Regions from separate parts of the Pan troglodytes genome. Here region 1 is linked to region 2. A link is a contact called in public HiChIP or PLAC-seq data. All regions are on one chromosome and are shown on one strand. Each heading gives the region's core, a stretch centred on a gene start, on an enhancer-like site or on the middle of the called end of the contact. The rest is flanking DNA. Distances are from core to core; before and after follow the strand shown.

Evidence for each region. HiChIP or PLAC-seq counts read pairs in DNA pulled down with a chosen protein or histone mark.
Region 1: an H3K4me3 HiChIP or PLAC-seq map of stem cell-derived excitatory neurons shows a contact between it and region 2, with 2.9 times the contacts expected there. The contact joins the promoter of USP13 here to the promoter of GNB4 in region 2. A contact is called at or near these places in 1 of 7 Hi-C or Micro-C datasets (induced pluripotent stem cells) and 1 of 1 datasets of contacts at active chromatin or transcription factors (stem cell-derived excitatory neurons).

The regions. Positions count from the first base shown.
Region 1 is chr2:182,828,798-182,832,161 of NHGRI_mPanTro3-v2.0_pri, forward strand. It overlaps USP13 (ubiquitin specific peptidase 13), which reads left to right and starts at 1,595. Exons shown (of 21, transcript XM_003310124.7): 1 at 1,595-2,200. The coding sequence starts at 2,033.
Region 2 is chr2:182,627,785-182,630,979 of NHGRI_mPanTro3-v2.0_pri, forward strand. GNB4 (G protein subunit beta 4) reads right to left here and starts at 1,564. Exons shown (of 10, transcript XM_001168001.7): 1 at 1,130-1,564.

The sequences.
Region 1 (3,364 bases), core at 345-2,844, 200 kb after region 2:
AGGATGTGCCAAAATGCCTACTGCATATTATCAGCCTTGCATGTATTCCTTGCTTTTATACACTAGTTTGCTTAAATTGCTTTTATCATCTAGTAATAATTTGGAGATTGTTCCACATCAGCACATGTAGAGCAACTTCATTCTTTTCAATGGTACTGTATTTTAACCACTTTCTACAGAAGGATCTTTAGGTTTTCCCCAGACGTTTGTTACTCGAAACAGTGCTCTAACAAATATCTTTACACAGCGTTAATTTATCTGTTGCATAAATGTCTAGACAAGGAAATGCTGGGGAAAACAGTATGCGCATATAAAGTTATGACTGGTATTATTACATTTCCTTCCAAAGAGGTTTATCGTTTTTATCCCCACCAACAATGTAATGAGGGTCTACTTCCCAAACCCATGCTAACTCAATATATCTTTACCAGCCCAAAGGATGAAAAACAGTGTCTCACTGATTTAATTTGCATTTAATCTAAGATTAAATTTTAAGTTTTGTAAAACCAAGTTTATCTCTGTAATTGGAGAAAACATCATCCATTAACGTGAAAGGTAATAAGCTGATGAGACTAAATTCAAAGCAAAAGCTCGCTAAGAGGATCTGCCCAATGAGGAAGATGACAGTAGTGTCTGATTTTTTGCTCAGTGCCACCTCCTCCTTTTCCAACAGATAGCATTTGGGAGTGCTGAGTTATAAGAAAGTGTGGTGCGCTCGAGGCTTGCTTGAGGGTATGGAAATCTTGAGATAGGTCTGGAGAACCAGGGAGAGTTAAAAGAGAAAAAAAGTAAGAAAAAAAAAAAAAAGAACTTAAGGACTATCTGATCTGGGAGAGGCTTACAAAAATTAGCGTTTTGGTTCACTATTTCTCGCTATTTCTGCGTTTCATTAACTGGCAGGGATCACTGGATACTCTGCCATGAATACATATGTTGGGTGTAGTTAGAGAACCTCAATGTCATTGAACCCGTCTTGTGGGTTTTTTGGAGAGAATGAGAGTATGCTGGGAGACATGCTCTGCTTGCAAATGATCAACCCCCCAGCCCAACCCCATTCATCATTTATTTTGAGGAACTGATGATCAAGACAGGAATATGTATGCCTGCCTACAAAATCCTCAAATCAGGCCACTGAATGTTCGACATGAGAACTTTGAATCACATAGAAGATACTCCAAAGGCAGAGAAAAATAGAAAGCCTTCCGACGCCCTGAAAAAATCTTGACCATCCCTGACTTCCCCCAATATGTAAGAAAACCTGTATTATTATTACACACACACTCCCACACACACCCCGCCCCCCGCCCCACACACACCCTCTATCCTCACTCGATCTTATTCTATTCGCTCTATTTTTGAGCCTTGGATGTTAAAGTAAGGAACGAAGCTTAGTGGGGAAGCACTGAAGTGCATGGCGCAAATTTAGATTTAAGCCTCACGTTAGATTTCAGATTTGCACATCGAGTCCCGCCCCTATCCAATCCGGGGACGTCACCGCCCTAGTCTTCGGCTGTTTTAAAAGCAAGCGGTTTTTAAAACCCCCAATCCTGCTCTTTGTGTTGGCCTCCTCGGAGTTGCCCCTCTGCAAGCCAACAATTCGGGATAGAAAACACCTCCGTGGTGTTTTCCCGAGGCTCTCCCGCGCCGCGTTCGGCCGCCAGCCCGCTCGAGCTCCCGCGCCGACGCCTCAGGGGTTCGCCCTCCGCCCCCCGCCGCCGCGCCCGGCCCGCGCGCAGGGCCCCTCTCCAGCGCCCCCTCCCCGGCGCGCTGCGGCTGGCGCTCCCCAGCCCCGCCTGACGCTGCAGCTGGGCCGGAGACTCGCCATTGGATTAAAAATAGCGTCGCCAGTCCTCCCCGAGCCCGCGGTGCCCGCTCCCGCCCCGCGGCCCGCTCTCCCCGCCCGCCCCGGCTCGGCCGGCTGCCGTTGCCCGCGCAGCCCGCCCGTCAGCCCGCTCGCTGGCGCCGCCGCCGCCGGCAGACCCCGCGCTCCGGCTCCGGCTCGGCTCGCTCGGCTCCGGTGCGCGCCGAGGCCATGCAGCGCCGGGGCGCCCTGTTCGGCATGCCGGGCGGCAGCGGAGGCAGGAAGATGGCTGCAGGAGACATCGGCGAGCTGCTAGTGCCCCACATGCCCACGATCCGCGTGCCCAGGTCCGGCGACAGGGTCTACAAGAACGAGTGCGCCTTCTCCTACGACTCTCCCGTAAGTGAGGCGCCTCGGGGGAGGGTCGCGGGGCCGGCGGCCTGCGGCACGTGAAGCCGGGGGAGAAGATGCGCAGTGGCGGCCGGGGACCTCTTCTCTTCCTCCGGGCGGCGGAGTTGGCTCAGGAGCACTGCAGTTCGGCAGACACTTAGTGAGCGCCCCAGGGCTGCTGCAGCCGAGGACTGGCTCGTGCTGGTGGTTTTGCTCCGCCAGCCTCCCCAGGCTGGAAGGGCCCGATTCCCAGCAGCTTGCACACAGCCCCGCCGCCGTTTAAAGATAGATGAAATACAAGAGTTCCCTCTTCCGAACTGCACGTTGCAGATCGTTTGCGTCCTCCGCGGGGCAGAGCGCAGGGCGGGTAGGTGGACGGGATGATCCCCCCACACCCCGGGACACACAGCCCTTCTTTTTCTGGGACCACTTGCTTTGCTCAGGGATCCCCACTCCTGGACAATTCTGATTTGCTCTCTGAGCTTTTCTTCCACCAGTTCCCATTTCACCCCACTCCTTTTCTTGTCTTTAGAATGTCAGGGCCAGGAGCGGTGGCTCACGTCTGAAATCAAAGCACTTTTTAAGAGGCGGAGGCGGGCGGATCGTTTGAGGTCAGGAGTTCGAGACCAGCCTGGCTAATATGGCGAAACCCCATCTCTACTAAAAAAACCCCAAAAATTAGCCGGGCGCGGTGGCGGGAGCCTGTAGTCCCAGCTACTCGGGAGGCTGAGGCTTGAGAATCGCTTGAACCGGGAAGGAGGAGGCTGTAGTGGGCCGAGATCGCGCCACTGCCCTCCAGCCTGGGCGACAGAGCGAGACTCCGTCTCAAAAAAAAAAAAAAAAAAAAAAAAAAATGTCAGACGAAACCTTCCGGTGCCTCCACTCGGGCAGCAGAAATAGGGGATCTACTGGATTGCGGTGGTTTTCTTAAGCCTTCCCCACCTTGCCCTTCTAAATGAGTCACTTGGACTGACATGCGCAAGTATAAATTATTAAAAGTTCAATCCCGAGTCGTGACCTCGGAGAATGAGGAGGAAGCTGAGAGGGATCGCCGCCTTCCACCCGGGGCGGTTGGTGGTGGTTTTCACCTGGTTCTATGTGAATGTGTGAGAAGCAGCAGGAGGGTGAATGTCCCTTTCAAAAGTCAAAATGGGCTTCAAAGTGACTCAGCTG
Region 2 (3,195 bases), core at 314-2,813:
TAAACCAAAAGCCCCACACTGAAGAGTATTAAAATGAACAATGGCAGAGACTCGAAGCACACAATGTTGAATGCACCTAATCAGCCGTCCTCCTCTCCGACTAGAAATAACTTCCCTCCCATCTTAAATTAAGTAGCGTGTGTTCTGTCTCTGTCCTAGAAGATGTACTTAATGGTCATAAACTCTGTTTGCAACACTGAGACGGACTCATAATAAAAGTTCTAATCAACAATTAAATTTTGAACGTTTTAAGAAAACTTCCCGCTAATCCACACGCCAAGCTACTTTGTCGGTGGCTGAGAGGGAGAAAGATGCATCCTTATCCTTTATGGAAAGAGAAAGGGAAGGAGTGGGAGAAAAGGGAACACAAGGAGACGCAAAATAACAAAGTATTGCTTGTATAAACAAATGAAAGCCTGGTTTCAAACTTTTGAAAATTCAATGTTCCCTTAGCGAATAGCAATACATATCAAAGTATATGGCAATCATCCGTGTTCTGAAGCAGAAAAAGGTGGAGAGAAAAGGAAAACACTTTTTATTGTACTGAACTCACAAGTATTCAAAATTCATCAATCCCCTCCCATCCTCAAACTCTGGACATTATATCATTTCCAAAATAAATCGGAAACAAAACCACTGGACTAATTTTGGACTCAGCGTAGAACTTTTATGAGTCTTCCCAGTACTCTCCACCCAACAGCCCTGCTGGGCAGTCCCGAATACCCGCTATTTTGGGGGCACGCACGGGTTCGTGCTCTGAGTTCCTGGAAGGAGGCCTCGGGGAGTGACGAGAAACCCGGGGGGTCTGCAGGACTTGGACCGCCGACCGTTCCTCGCTGCCCGGGGCGAGCGGTCTGGACCGCCCGGGAAGTGCCTGCGCCGGCGGTCGTGGGGCCAGTTCCCGCGCGGCAGCGGGGCGCGACACAGGCGCGCCCTCCCCGTCCCTCCCGGGCAGCGTCGGCCGCCCGAGCCCTCAGTCTCGGAGCCAGGGGAGACCCGCCCCGCCCCGCGCCGTCACCCGGGCCCCGTTCCTCAGGGGTGGCTCGCGGCGCCCCACGTCCCTGCGAGAAGCCCGGGATCGCTTTGCGGGGCGCACCGACGAGCCGCCGCTCGCGAGCTCGCCGCCTACCTGGAGGGAGCTCAGGCCCGCGTCGACCGCGCGCTGCCGGGGTCCGCTGGACGCTCAGCAGCCCCTGGAGCGCGAAGCCGGCGTGGAGAGCACAGCGCACCACCGAGACCAGAGCCGCCGGCCACACCCAGTCCCGCACCTCCCAGCAGCCAACTCCGCGGCGCGCCGGAGCCGGGGCGGGTACGTGGCTGGAGGCGCGAGGCGCGAGGCATGAGGCGCGCGGGCCCGGCGGGGACGTGCCGGGGACGCGCAGACCCTCGGAGCGCGCGCAGCCCGGGCGGGGGGCGAAGGGAGCGGGCGCCGCGCGCAGCTTCTGCTTCCTATTTTCTCTCTCGTTTCCTGCCAGAAGGAGAAGAAAAACATTCATTCCCGGGCGGTTTCGTTTTCTTGTTGGTGTGGCGCCGGGGCACGCTGCTAAGTAGCGCCCGTCTAAGTGGCGTGGCCAGTTTCCTTTCCGGCGGTGACAGGCGCCAGTTTGCTTGTTAGCAGGATCGAAGGGCAGAGCTAGAAGACCCCAAAGGTCCCATTTAGGTTTCCCATTCCGGAATTCTAAATGTCAGAAAGTAAACTGAAGCCCAGAGTTGCACAACCTTGCGTTGCAGTCCCCGCTCTTCCATCACTAGTTATAGGACCGTGTACCGTCTCGGGCCTAAGTTTCGTCATCGCCAAAATAAAGATACTGATACCTGCCTCATAAAGGTGCTAAGCATATTAAATGAAGTGATGTTTGCACGAAGCCTGCCTCCAAATAAATGGCCAATACTTGGAAGTTATTGTTCCTATTGTCATTGATAAAACTGGAAGGCCTTCCAGATATCCCTGCCAAGTCGCTCTTCTCCGCATGAGTTAAACACCACATGCATCTCAATCGAGTTTTTTTTTTTTTCCACATGTATCTGGGTGTTTTATGTTTAAAATGTCATAAAATAAATGCATCTATCCAGTTTGCTTCCTCTGAAGTCAGTACCGCCTGGGAGCATTTTTCCTCTCCCCACCCCCATTTTTCTTCTGAGTTAATTCCAGTTTGACAGACTGTTGCTATAGCATTCCTTCTCTGACGTCAAACAATTTAAAGAAACAGCCCTGGGTAGCGAAAACTGCAGAGGAGTTCTTTGTGGAGTTTCTGTGCCGGAGAAAGGTTCGAACAATATCATCAGATAACTTTAACACCCCCTCAGCCTTCCAATCCTCCTTCTGTAGCTGCTTCCCACTATCACCTGGAATAAATCTATTAGTCCCTTGAAAGAGGTGATGCCATGATAAACACACCCTGTTTGTGACTGTGGGGAAAATGTGACCGTTTTGTATAAAAGCCAGGCCATGACAAAAATAGAAGCAGCTGTTTCTATTTTCTTTATCCACAGATAAACTGTGGATAATTTTTCCCCCAAAATTTTCATTTTTACTAATATTAGGAGCATTTTTCCATTAAGAAGAAAGAAATGCCAAATATTCTGCATATCAAAGTGTCAGAAGAGCTCGTTGGGACATGAGTGTTTTGCATCTGTAACTATTTATGTTTTAATGATTAAATCCTGAGTTTTATCATTGTCGTTTTTAGGAGGAAGCAAAGGGAAATTGTTAAAGAGTGCCTATTACGGACCATGCTCTCTGCTTTCTTATACTGTACTTAATCCTCATAATTACCTTGAAGTGTGAATTTTATCCCCATTTTACAGATAAGCAAACTGATGCCCTGGTAAGATTAATTTATGAGAGTCACGAAGGTATTGGTAGAGCCCTGCATGACATCAGATTGGATCAACTCCAAAGCCCACATTCTTTCTTTTTTTTATTTGTTTTTTTGTTTTTTTGTTTTGAGACGGAGTCACTGTGCGGTGATGTGATGTCAGCTCACTGCAACCTCCACCTCCAGGATTCAAGCGATTCTCGTGTCTCAGCCTCCCAAGTCTGGGATTACAGGCACAAGCCACCACGCCCAGCTGTTTTTTTGTATTTTTAGTAGAGACGGGGTTTCACCGTGTTGACCAGGCTGGTCTCAATCTGCTGACCTCAAGTGATCCGCCCACCTCGGCCTCCCAAAGTGCTGGAATTAACAGGCGTGA